Regions from separate parts of the Bicyclus anynana genome. Here region 1 is linked to region 2. The links are chromatin contacts, called in public Hi-C maps. All regions are on one chromosome and are shown on one strand. The core of a region is the stretch at or near the end of the contact, and the rest is flanking DNA. Distances in the headings are between cores, read along the strand shown.

Evidence for each region. A called contact is a pair of places that touch in the nucleus more often than the background predicts.
Region 1: a Hi-C map of whole body shows a contact between it and region 2, with 3 times the contacts expected there. The contact joins the enhancer-like site here to the promoter of LOC112052584 in region 2.

Annotation. Positions count from the first base shown.
Region 1 is chr16:14,613,843-14,620,624 of ilBicAnyn1.1, forward strand. All of the region lies in intron 3 of LOC112055891 (breast cancer metastasis-suppressor 1-like protein), which reads right to left. Among protein-coding and RNA genes, the nearest start is that of LOC112055891, 26 kb to the right of the region's middle. Within about 2 kb of position 5,444, at least 8 of the 8 cell types and tissues checked have open chromatin away from gene starts, as enhancers often do.
Region 2 is chr16:14,507,599-14,513,672 of ilBicAnyn1.1, forward strand. LOC112052584 (probable 39S ribosomal protein L49, mitochondrial) reads left to right here and starts at 2,946. Exons shown (of 2, transcript XM_024091721.2): 1 at 2,946-3,136; 2 at 3,996-4,504. The coding sequence starts at 3,020. The coding sequence ends at 4,460. It overlaps LOC112052576, which reads right to left and starts at 2,414. Exons shown (of 10, transcript XM_052886340.1): 1 at 2,391-2,414; 2 at 1-1,991. The coding sequence starts at 2,414.

The sequences.
Region 1 (6,782 bases), core at 4,194-6,693, 110 kb after region 2:
GGTTCTAGGGACTGGAGACACGATTCCATATGATATCCGTTCGGAATTAGAAACGAACTTCACCCATCTGTTTACTAGATGAAAGTATTTTATATCGAAATAAATATATTGCCAATGCCTAAAAAAACATTTTATATATTATATTATATTGGATATTGTGATAGCCTAGTGTATATGACTTCTGCCTCCGATTCCGGAGGGTGATGGGTTCGAATCCGGTCCGGGGATGCACCACCAACTTTTCAGTTGTGTGCATCTTAAGAATTTAAATATGACGAAACCTGCATACCAGATATTTCTTAATTCTCTAAACCCCTCTCATTCTGAGAGGAGACACGAGCTCAGCAGTGAGCCGAATGTGGGTTGATAACGAAAAAAAACATTCCAGGATGTGCTTATGATGATGTCCGGAATCCGGCACTGATTTTTCGCAGACAACCCTATACCACCGTGTTCTTTAATTCACTAACTACTACCCAGGTCAGTGCTAGTTACTGTCGGGAAGCTACACCATCCCCGAGTACTATACCTAGGCTATATTTTAATCATCCCCGTATTCTTACGGGAACGAGAACCATTAATTATATTCTGGGCTGATGTTTTTCAAGGCAAACCATTAAGTAATATATGTATATTTATTGGCATATTTAATTTGATATAACACTTTTTTCATATAGTAAACAGATAGGTGAAGGTCTTCATATATTGACATCCTCTCATCATCATCATTATCAACCGATAGACGTGCACTGCTGTACATGGGCTTCTTGTATAGACTTCCAAACATCACAGTCTCGATCCGCCAGCATCCAGCGGCTCCCTGCAACCCGCTCGATGACCTCGGTCCATCTAGTGGGGGGGTCGACTAACACTGCGCTTTCCGGTGCGGGGTCGCCACTCCAGCACCTTAGGACCCCAATGTCCATCGGCTGTTCGAAATATGAGCCCTGCCCATTGCTACTTCGCTGAGCTATGGTTCTTTGTTTAGAAAATTATTCTTGATTTTTTCAGGTTAAGATATTTCATGATTCACTTTTGAGATTAAGTCAAAAATTCTGTCTGACAACGATACGATACTCTGAAAAATTTTATTAGAAAAATGAGTGGTTGTATTTATAGAATCAGCCGATAATTTGTGAAGTTTACGATTCAGCTTTCTTACACATCGATTACGTTTCAGTGGAAATATCACAATAAAAAGTATGTAAACCCAGCGGCGTGCATTTCATAGACACTAAAATGCACTGCATACCCTGAAGATTCCCTCTGTATTCAAAAGGAATTAGCGATTTTGTATAATAATAACAAATAAACATAAAAATATGAATTAAATCGGTCAAATCATTCTCATTCTCAAGTACCAAGATAAATAATGATTATCAAATAAACTCACATGCGCATTTTGTAATATTAACTAGCCACGTAGTTCCCACTCCCGTAAGAATACAGGGATAAAATACCCTATGACACTCACAAGTGGCTTTCTAGTGGTAAAAGAATTTCCAAAATCGGTTCAGTAGATCTTGAGATTACACCCTATCAAACTTTACCTCTATATAATATTCATTGTCAACCCTTACTACGGCTTATTCGGCTTACTGCTGAGTTCGAGACTCTCTCAGAATGAGAGCGGTTAGGCCAATTAATCCATCACGCTGGCCCAATGCGGATTGGCAGGCTTCACACACGTAGAGAATTAAGAAAATTCTCTGGTATGCAAGTTTGCTCACGATGTTTATCCTTCACCGTTTTGAGACACGTGATATTTAATTTCTTAAAATGCACACACAACTCAAAAGGTTGGAGGTGCATGCCCCGGACCGGATTCGAACCCATACCCTCCAGAATCAGAAGCAGATGTTATATCTACTGGGCTATCAAGGCTCTTATATATAATAAAAAATTGTAAATTGTAATACTAATATTATAAAGCTGAAGAGTTTGTTTGTTTGTTTGATTGAACGCGTTAATCTCAGGAACTACTGGTCCGATTTGAAAAAATCTTTCAGTGTTAGATAGCCTATTTATCGAGGAAGGCTATAGGCTATATTATTCCCGTATTCCTACGGGAACGGAAACCATGCGGGTGAAACCGCGCGGCGTCAGCTAGTATATAATATTAATATAGAAGTAATACATAAGGCCAATAGTTCCCAATCAGGCTGTACAGTGTACATGGCTCTGTAAACACGTTTTCGTAAACTGCATTGAGTGTTTTCATGAAATTCACGGTTCAGACCCCATTAAGGTCAGCGGAGATTCGAAGGTTTTTTGTTTAACTTACGTAGTACGTCGGTACTACGTAAGTTAACAAATAATGTTTTAATTTGTCTTTTTAAATTATTATCTTTACCGTTTAATACTAATATAACTTTTAATCTTTTTTCTTTATTCTCTACAAGTTAGCCCTTGACTACAATCTCACCTGATGGTAAGTGATGATGTAATCTTAGATGGAAGCGGGTTAACTTGTTAGGAGTAGGATGAAAACCACACTCCTTTCGGTTTCTACACGACATCGTACCGGAACGCTAAATCGCTTGGCGGCTAAATCTATACTAATATATAGAGGTAAACTTATTGAGTCTGTGAGGTTATTGGGGTTTATCTCTGGATCTGCTAAACCGATTTTGAAATCTTTTTTAGCAATAGAAAGCTATAACTTCGCTTTGCCCACGCTTTTTTATCCCCGTGTTCCACTGGGAACGGGAAGTGCGGGTTCGTAACGGGTCAGCTAGTGCCCAGTAAGTTTTGAAGATGTTGCGCGGCTTCAGTTTTCTAAGTTATTTGTATTTTTTCTTTTTTTGGCTGAATAAAGCATTTTATTATTATTAATATTATTTAGATAATAATATTAATGCCTGGGAAAGGTGGCTAAATGTAAAACGCTCTGGATACTACAATTCTTGACTTTCTAGAATTTCTTGAAAAATTGAAAACCTCAGAATTTTAAAGCTCGACCACGGACTCAATCTCAAGTTCCGTGATAGGTAGAACAAATTATTATTAACTACTGTATCAACGAGCCAGTTAGTATATAATAATACAAAGATATGTTTTATGACCAGTTTAGGCCATTTGTTCGCTGGATCGAAAACAAATTGTTTAGCGTTATCACTAACCACAAACCGCGTCGTGTTTTTAGTTATGGGAATTCGATAATGAATCTAGATGAAGGTTCTGTATTTATTATTATTACTTTAAATATTTTACTGCTGATGCCAATGATGTTCCGAGACTTGGTCGCTATCTATGGGTCACATAAGAAGGCTCAGAGTTACACAGCGGGCTATGGAGTATCTTTGCGTGATCGAATCAGAAATTAGGAGATCCGCAGAAGAACCACCGACATAGATCAACGAGTCGCGAAGCTGAAGTGGTAAAGGGTGAGGCACATAATTCGAAGAGCCCATGGACGTTGGGGTCTCAAGGTGCTGGAATGGCGACCCCGCACCAGTAAGCGCAGTGTTGGTCGACCCCCCAACACGTAGACTGACGACATCAAGCAAGCAAGCGTGGTGTTTGGAAGTGTATATAAAGGACTGCAGTGGACGCCCATCGGCTGATACGATGATGATGATGATGATGAAATGCTTTACTAACAAACACCCAATATTTCTAATGCGTGAAAAACACTCAATATGTTGTAAATCACTTTATATTGATGAATATAAAGTGATTTACAACATATTGTGTACACTTTATACTTTGAAAGTTCTAAGAAGGCGCAAATAGGATTTGTTTTTAAGTTATGAGAATTCGATAATAAATTATCAGCCGGCTTGTTGAAAAAGGGGGTGGAAATCGTTTTTTGCACTAGTGACCAAAATTTGCAACTCACAAAACAATAACGAAACTACTAGCTGACCCGGCAAGCATTGTTTTGCCTTAGAAATTATTTTTAGAGATATAAAAAACTGAAGTAGACCGCCTTTATCCCTCAGGCTATGAAAATTAGATGTAGACCGTTTCTTAAGCCTACTTGATATGCACACTAAATTTCATCAAAACCGGTCGAGCCGTTTTCGAGGATTTCGGTAACAAACGCCGCGACATGAGAATTTAATATATTAGATTTTTGTACGAAATTGAATCCTCTACAATTTTAGATCCATAACTTTTTAACATAAACCAATAATAAAATCTTATAAACCAAAAAACGTGCCGAAGATTTCCAAAAATCTGTAGCATCGTAATGGAAATAAACGAACTACTCGTTTATGAAACTTTTATGGATGAAATTCCAGACGCCTTGTACTACGCCGATCATTCCTCAATTAGGGGTTTAAAAAAATCGATACTGGATCCTGAGTGTCCCGAGTCAGATTCTGAAGTGCAAAATGGTCCGTCAAAGAGACAAAGAAAATTATTCTCTACAAGTTAGCCCTTGACTGCAATCTCACCTGATGTTAAGTGATGTTGCAGTCTAAGATGGAAGCGGGCTAACTTGTTAGGAGGAGGATGAAAATCCACACACCTTTTCGGTTTCTACACGACATCGTACCGGAACGCTAAATCGCTTGGCGGTACGTCTTTGTCGGTAATAATAATAGAGTAGGAGAAATTAAGAACACGAAACTTTCTGACTTAGGAGATGACCCTGGTAGTAGTTACTCCCAATAAGATTCAAGAGGAGGAAGTTTGAGTGGGCGATATTGCTTCTTATTTTTATTAGTATTAATAATTCTTATTTTGGCCCCAGGAATGGCCTCAGACAGTAAAAATTTACAAAAAATACACATATATCTATGTTATGCAAGGACCTTTGCATTCAAACCCATCTTTGATACTAAATGGGTAAGATTTCCAAGAACCCGGTTTCGTGACTTTGATAGCATATTATACCTACCCAGATATATTAAGTCGGTACCTACTTATTTACCGTTAGTAAAAGCTGAAGAGTTTTTTTGTTTGAGCGTTAATTTCAGGAACTACTGGTCCGATTTGAAAAATTCTTTCAGTGTTAAATAGCCCATTTATTGAAGAAGGCTATATAGCCCCGTATTCCTACGGGAACGGGATCCACGCGGGCGAAACCGCGCGGCGTCAGTTAGTACAAAATAAAAATCTGGTACGTTCACGCCATACGAGTAAAAGGCGTCAGACTTATTGAATGTAGGTACCTACCAACTTATCTAAAATTTAAATATGCTTTGAATTCATGTGGGTTTGGAATATGTAAATTGTTGTTGTGTCAATCATAAGTTGGTTGAATGGTCACTGGTTGTTTACCTACAGATAAAGTATATTTAATTGTTGTCAACACTATAATTAATTACGCTACGTGATGCAATGACGCAGCAATCAAAATCGCGGAAAGCGTACGAAAAAAAAACGCAAATCGCAAATTGGGACAAACTCGTTGCGCCAGCGCACAACCGTCGATGTGTGCGAGCGGGGTACGTCACCTTGGCACGAGGCCCCACGGGGTACTACGCCCGTCCCTCTCCCACCCGCGCGTAGCCGCTACGTGCGACAGAGACGCACGACCCGTAGACGGACGCTTTCAGAAACGCTACGCGCCTCGCTCGCAGCCGCCATCTTGTTGTTCCTTTTGTTGATAGATTATTTTAGGAGCCTCTTCAATTTTTTTTTTTATAACAGGCAAAGGTTTTACGCATACAGCTTTTATTACACTAATATTTGTTTTGAAACGTTATTTCTACATAGGCAATAGGTTAGTAATAAAGGTTACGTCATCGACATACTTTCCGATTGATGGATTATTCACAGTTTGATTTATGATTACATACTCAAAACCCTTGTGAACGAATTATGTATAAACATCGATCGTAACTTTGTTATTCCATACAAGCCAACTATCAACAGTGGAATCGTATTGTTTTCTTTTGCAAAGCGTTAATGGAAAACGCATTCATCCTGTTTTAATACTTTAGCAGAGTGTTTTCGTTAATGGAATGGATATCAGAGAAAAACTAGGTAGGTAGGTACATACATCCAAATGGTCTTTTACTGGAACAATACAAAATACAAAGTTGTTACGAGTGATTCTTTGATAACACAGTAAGGTAGTTTTTACCTACTTTTGTACATAGGCAGTTTATTTTAGATTTCAAGGCCAATCATAATAATAAATAAAATTGACGAAGTTGGATTTTTTGAAGGTCAATATAGGTATTTTCACCAAAAGGATTATTAATTATATGGTAGGTATATAGATTAGGTACGTACTTTCCTTCCAAGAAAAGTAGAAACAATAATATTACGTCAATATTAATTATTTGATCTTTAACAATGCTACTTCTACCTACCAACTATGAAATTTATATTTTTTCTAAATCGACTAAAGTAGTACGTACGATGTCGCGTAAAACCAGTTAGGGAAATAAAGAATAAACTATATCCTTTCCTTGATAGTACGCCATTTATCATTTTAGAATGCATCGACATTTTCACATGAGTGGCGTGCACTCGATAGATGCAAAAATGCCTACATACCCTTAGGACTCCTAACCCATTTTGGAGAAGGAATTTTCCATTTTGAATAATCTCTTACTACACTGCCCACGGCAATGATAATTTTATACTATAGATCGGTTACGTCCCTAAAAAATCACCGCAAAAAGTGACCCGAATTGAAGTGGCGCACACATGCACAATTTTGTCTTTAATTCCATTATACTATTATGAGTATATACTCCTAAAAGTGTAATGGAATTAAAGACAACGTTTTTACACTTCCTGAACATACACCTCGACATTGTAGAGGTATTATTTGTTTAAATAGTTCGTTGTTGACTACAACTAACATTGAGATGTGG
Region 2 (6,074 bases), core at 1,696-4,195:
CTATTTCTTTTAATTAAAGTAACAGAATTTGGAAGATCTATGTCTATTGATCTTCTTACTTGATCCCTCTTGACTATTGATATTGCAGAGTTATTTTCAAAGCAACTCAAGACATTTTCTTTTTCAATAACTCTCTCTGGAGATCTTACCGGTTGTAAGTCTTTTAAAGGTTTGAATTCGGCTCCCGATTTTTGTATTAAAACAACATCATCAGTCACCATGACAGATTTACTCTCATTTGTTTTACATTCTGACTCTTGTCTCTGTCTTCTCTTATCAAATTCTTCAAACACTTTCAGTCTATCCATAAGTTTGTCTATGCTTGCTACAGTAGGATTGCATTTATATAACTCTGGTCTGTTTTCAGGGCATTTTTCAGCAGAATCATCTTCATAATGAAGTCTGATATTCTCACTATCGTCAATTTTTGAAGGAGTACATTCATTGGTTAGAGCTGAAATTGTGTCTTTTATTGGTGTTTCAGGCGCAATAATGCTATTATTGTCACCTAGGGGCTTGGAAATTCCATAAAACTGCTTTGCTGACTTTGTTTGCAATTGATCAATATTTGCATCATTAGCCATTTCTTGATCGCGATCTATATTCTGGTCTAAATCATTTATGAGATCACTAATTTCTTTTGATAAAGAGTCAACTGTTTCTTGTTTGTCCTCTACTAAGTCATTGGTTATAGTGCTGGTGATACCATTTTTGGTTGCTTGATTGATGGGCTTGGATGTAGTTGCAGCCTTCTTTCCCCTTCCTCCCTCCCTCCTTGCCTTTCTAATATTTTTAGTTACTTCCTTCGAGTTAAATGTCTTGGACATACTAGTCAATATACTACTACGTTCTTCTATAAGCGCATCATTTTCAGTCTTCAGCAAATATTTGTCTTCTAGGTCTGATACATTTATATTTTCTAACTTAATCCTATTACTGTTATTGTTGTCTGAATCTAATGAAGTACTTCGTTTTAAGCTCAATTTCTTTTTGTTTTTCTCTTTTAACATAGAACTAGGCTCTGTATAAGGTTTGGTTTCAGTTAATTTCGAGTCAACACTAAGAGAAGGCACTTTTCCAATAGGAGAGATCTGTACACTATTTTCAATATCTATATCTAGGTCAGTCTTAGTTTTATCTAAGTTTTTGCTGAGCTCCTTGCTTTCACCATCAATGAGTGGTTCACTGAGGCTGACGTCCGATTCTGTTATATCTGAGCATTTAGAGATTTCACTGCCATCCCTGGAGCAGGAGCGCCCCCTTTTTAATTTTTTCGAAACCTCTGAAGTTTCAGGAGTGTCTGCAGTTTTGGAGTCTGAAAGTAAACGTTTCTTCTTCTGTTCTTTCAAAACAACCTCATTTAAGAGATTACTTTTGACTTTTCTAGGCTTCCCACTCCTCAAGTTCTTTCCTTCAAAAAGGGAGGGACTATTACTTCGTTCTGAGCGCATAGAGTACGGACTGGTCCGAGGCCCAAGGACTAAAGGTGTAGGTGAATCTCCCAGGACCGATTTCATCATGACCATATCAGAACTTAGCCTCACTCTTCGGCCAGCTGTTCGGGGACTGGAAGACCTGGAACTAGGAGCGGGCTCGTCCAGTGGCTCCTTTTTTATTTCAGCCGCAGGTATCAAAGGGACGGTTTCCTTATCTTGTGAGTTTAAAGCCTTCGTAGCCTTTCTACTCCTAGTAATGGTTTTCTTTATGACATTTTTCTTTACAGGTGGAATTTTCTTGCCCCTTAAAGATTTCGTCTTTCTGATTCCTAGAGGTCTCTTCTTGACCACTGCTTTTGGTTTGGGTCCAGGTTTCTTAGTGTCTTTGGAAGTTTTGGGATCATCTTGGGCCGACTTGTTCTTTTCTTCCTCGTTGAAGTCTGAAGCCTTCTTCCGGGCTCTAGTCTTGGGCTCTACTACAGTTTCTTCATCTATACTCTTATCCAACTCCTCTTTAACCTGTTTGGTTTTCATGATGGAATGTTTGGTGGGAGTCTATACTGTGTTCCGGACATCAGGTCAACGGTTATCTCGTCAGGTGATCAGAGCAGACCAGACAGGAATTTCTGGTCCTGAGGCTGACTTCACAGCCTTGCTAATTAATGTCTTATATCTTGTTTGTAAGTAGGTATAACTAATTCAAAGTTTCCTCAAGAATGTATAGTTCCCAAATGTCTACACTGCTTGATCTTTGCTAGTTTCTTCTCTATGACATGTTATCAGGAGCTGAAATGAAATAAAGACTATATTAATTACTGATAAAAGCTAATCATAACTAATTATATTGTAATAATTAGTTACATTGTAATAATTTTAATCAAATCCACAATTCGAATAACTATTAACTCTAATTCCACAGTTTTCATTTGTTTTTATATTTAGAAAGCTTAATACTAATGTTTCAAACTTAATTGTCATTTAATTCCATATATTCCGATCGCAAACCAAGTCTTTAAGTCGTGGTAAACAAAAGCGATGCCCGAGATACACCAAGTTCGCGGACTTAATTCACACATTATTATCACAAAAAGTCACTAATTATTCGTATAATCTAACAGTATTAAGCCTAAAATTGCATAATATAAAACAATATTTACGTTTAAGTCGCCAGTTGCACAGAAAAGCCAGGCGGAAAAGTCATGAAAATATCATGTTTTGAGTGTGGACACATCTCGCCTCGTATGCAACGCCACCTACAGCTGTGCGCTGCGTATGCGTCGGCCGACAGCGAGAGACAGAAAGCACCAAATCATTTCCCTACCCGTGGCGCACCTCCGCTATGTACTCACAAAATACTCACAAATTATCCCACGGAACTGCCAAAAACCACAATAAAAAGTTAATCCAACACTCAATGCACCATAATATGCGAAAAAGTTCAGTAAAAACTCGCGATTAAACTTAGAAAACGATTTTTGAAAAGCCCAAATGTCTGCAGGCGTCCGCCATAATGTTTCCTTCGAAACGAATAATATAGTTCTTATTGCTCTTGTAGCAAGCAATCACTCTATTCGCTATTCAAAATGGCGACCGTGTGGCGTTCACAGAGAGCATTTGCACGTTTTTTCGCTGGAAAAACCGTTCGGATCCTGAACAACGCTTCTGATTTGGGTGCAAAATTAACACCAGCGTCGATATCGGTAATTATACAATTATTTTTACTCGCGCCGCGATGTAATGTTGCTTTGAATGCGACATGTGACAGAACTATGGGTGTACACCCTCGCAAAAAGGTTTTGCGCAGATTAAAATATTTATTTATTTTCAGAGTTCAGATTTAATAAACTTTTTGAATAAAATTCATTTCAATTTAGTTACGCATTTAGACCAAACGTAACGTAATTTAGGAAAAATTTGTAATTTAGGTTTTGGGTATAAATATTTTTTCACTACTCTTGCTTTTTTACCAAGAGCAGTGAAAAAATATTTACTATACACTGCCATATTACCACTCCGCAGCGGGGCTAAACAAGCATTTTAGCCTCTAGGGGCTAAAATAATTTTGTTTTTTTTTTTTAATTTTTATCTGTTACGGTTACTGGCCCACTTTAAAACGATAAACTGTAATTCGTAAACAGTTTCATACTAAAATAATGACTTCTATGAAACGAAGAAGGTTTTATTCATTAATAGAATCATCATAGTGGGTACGAGTATATATTGTAAGGTCCTGATTGTTTGTTGTGTGAAGTGCGTTCTTGTCCGTGGATTGCGATTTTTTTTCATTTGATTTTTATAAAGTTGGGAGCAGTGTCTGCAAAAAGAATATTTAACATTGAATATTGTTGTACTGAATTTTCTATTTTCGCAATCGTAGTGAAAAGTATAGTGTAACACGCCGGGCTAAACACATTATAAACTCGGTTTCTATTTAGCGGACCTCGCCTTACGGCTCGTGCCCTAAAAATACCTCGTATATCTTTTTCTTCTATCTTTATATATCTTTTTGGCTCCTTGTATAACAGTCTACTATAAACGGTTTTTTTTATTTTGTTACAGGTTTCCAGTACTCAAAACTATTCAAATTACGCGAAATCTCCATTTGTTAAAAGAATCAAAGAACAATATGAATTTGATATTGTAAAAAATCCTCCTGAATGGGCATATGTGGAAAGACTTATGCCTTTTGAAAGTATTCCCAATGTTACACCAAAAGAGACATATCCTTCTGGATGGATACCACCAAAAGAGGAAGCAAAAAATTTACCATATTTTATTGCAAGAACTAGAAACCATCAAATGCCAATATATTTAGATTTATCAATGAAAGGCACGAGGAAAATATCGCTCATTAGAAGGATTGAAGGTGATATTTGGTTGCTAAACGACTTAATCAAAGAACACTTGCAAAAAACTCAAAAACGTTACGTTGAAACAAGGGTGCATGAATTAGGAAGATTTATAGAAGTTAAAGGCGATTTCGTAACCACTCTACGTGATTGGGCTTATGCTCAAGGGTTTTAAATTAAAAATGTTATCCCACAGTTAGTAATAAAATATGAAACCAATCTTGAGTTTTATTTTACTCGTGTTTTTATCAATAAACCTAATGATTTATGTGATTGTATATGGTATAAATATAAAACAAAAAACGTGTGTGTGTCGCTGCTCGACAGAAGTGATAACTTAAACCTGCTGCCGTATGCGTGAGAGAAATGGAAGCCAGACAGAGTAATGCCGTAACACGTTACGTTACGAAGAGGTTCTGTCGATGTGATCGAGAGTGATAACATCTTATAGAAGGGCACTTCTATAAGAAGTTATCACTTCAAAAATATTTCAAAAAAATTTGTATTTGTATCTCAAACAGCGTTAGTCATTGTGCTTACATTGTTTTAGACGGTAATTAAACATCTTGCAAACACATCAAGTTGATAACATTGCCCTTTTAAGATTGGTTAATGGTTTTAACAATACATATTAATAGTGTAAATGAGAATGGACTTATATGAATTTTAGGACACTGATAAACGGGACCTTGGAGCTATACATATACAGGCTACTATCCAAAAAAATCCATGATTCCTGCATTCCATTTGTGAAAAACAGAATTTCTCGCGAATGAAGGGCTTGCTGGCGTCTGCTAGTTTTTGCTTAGATTTTGTTGATTTAAATAATCACAAAATACAATCCTAACGCCTTTTTCAATTTTGCTATTTAATAACTACTAAAAAATAGGAATCTAATTAGTATTTAATATCTTATCTTAGCAATCTCAAGTATTTTTAGTTTGAAAAACAATTCCACTACTTAATTTTACAAATGCAAAGTTTTGTTCCATACAAAACTTACGTTTTATGTTACTATTTCACACAAAAACTACCAGAATTACTAAAATATTTGGCTACAATGTGGAATAGAGGCAGATAATAAGTACCTTTGATTAACAAATATAGTCTTTGAGTTTTAAAAAGGGAAATAAAAACAATTACCAACGAAAATTTTGTATGGAAATAATTGACTAAAATTTTAAATGGAGATAGATTTTAATAACACAGGTTACTATTTATACCAGAAAAATGTATCGGTCCTGCAGAATTTGTGAAAATCGCAATTTTACATGACGAAGTCATGGACGTCCTGAAGTAAAATCTTAAAGAAACGGAAGGCCTACAGTTTAAGGTAATGTAACATTGCTATTTAGTCTGGTACCCGCTTTAAACCAATCAATCGATGGATAGATATTCAGGGGTGGGATGTTAGTAGGGGTTGGTAGTTTCACTTTGTAGTGCATTTATTTTTTAATTAGTTTTACAAAATCAAACCATTTTTATCTTTTTTTTTTAATCTTCTCAATCTGTTTACGACATAAAATACACTTCATAATAGATTAAATTCATAAAATTTCTTAAATAAATAACTACATTCGGTGACAGTGTTCAAAAAAAAAGCTTAAATAAAACATAAATATAAAGATATCGCGACGTGATAAACGCAAACTTGTTTGGTTGGGTGTACACAGCATGAAGCGCGTTTCGCTTTGCCACCGCGCGGCGCTGTCGGCGGCGGAAGGTTTTATCTACGTAGCTATATAACATCCGCCCGGAGTTCTCTCGGGCCTCACCAAGATATTATTTT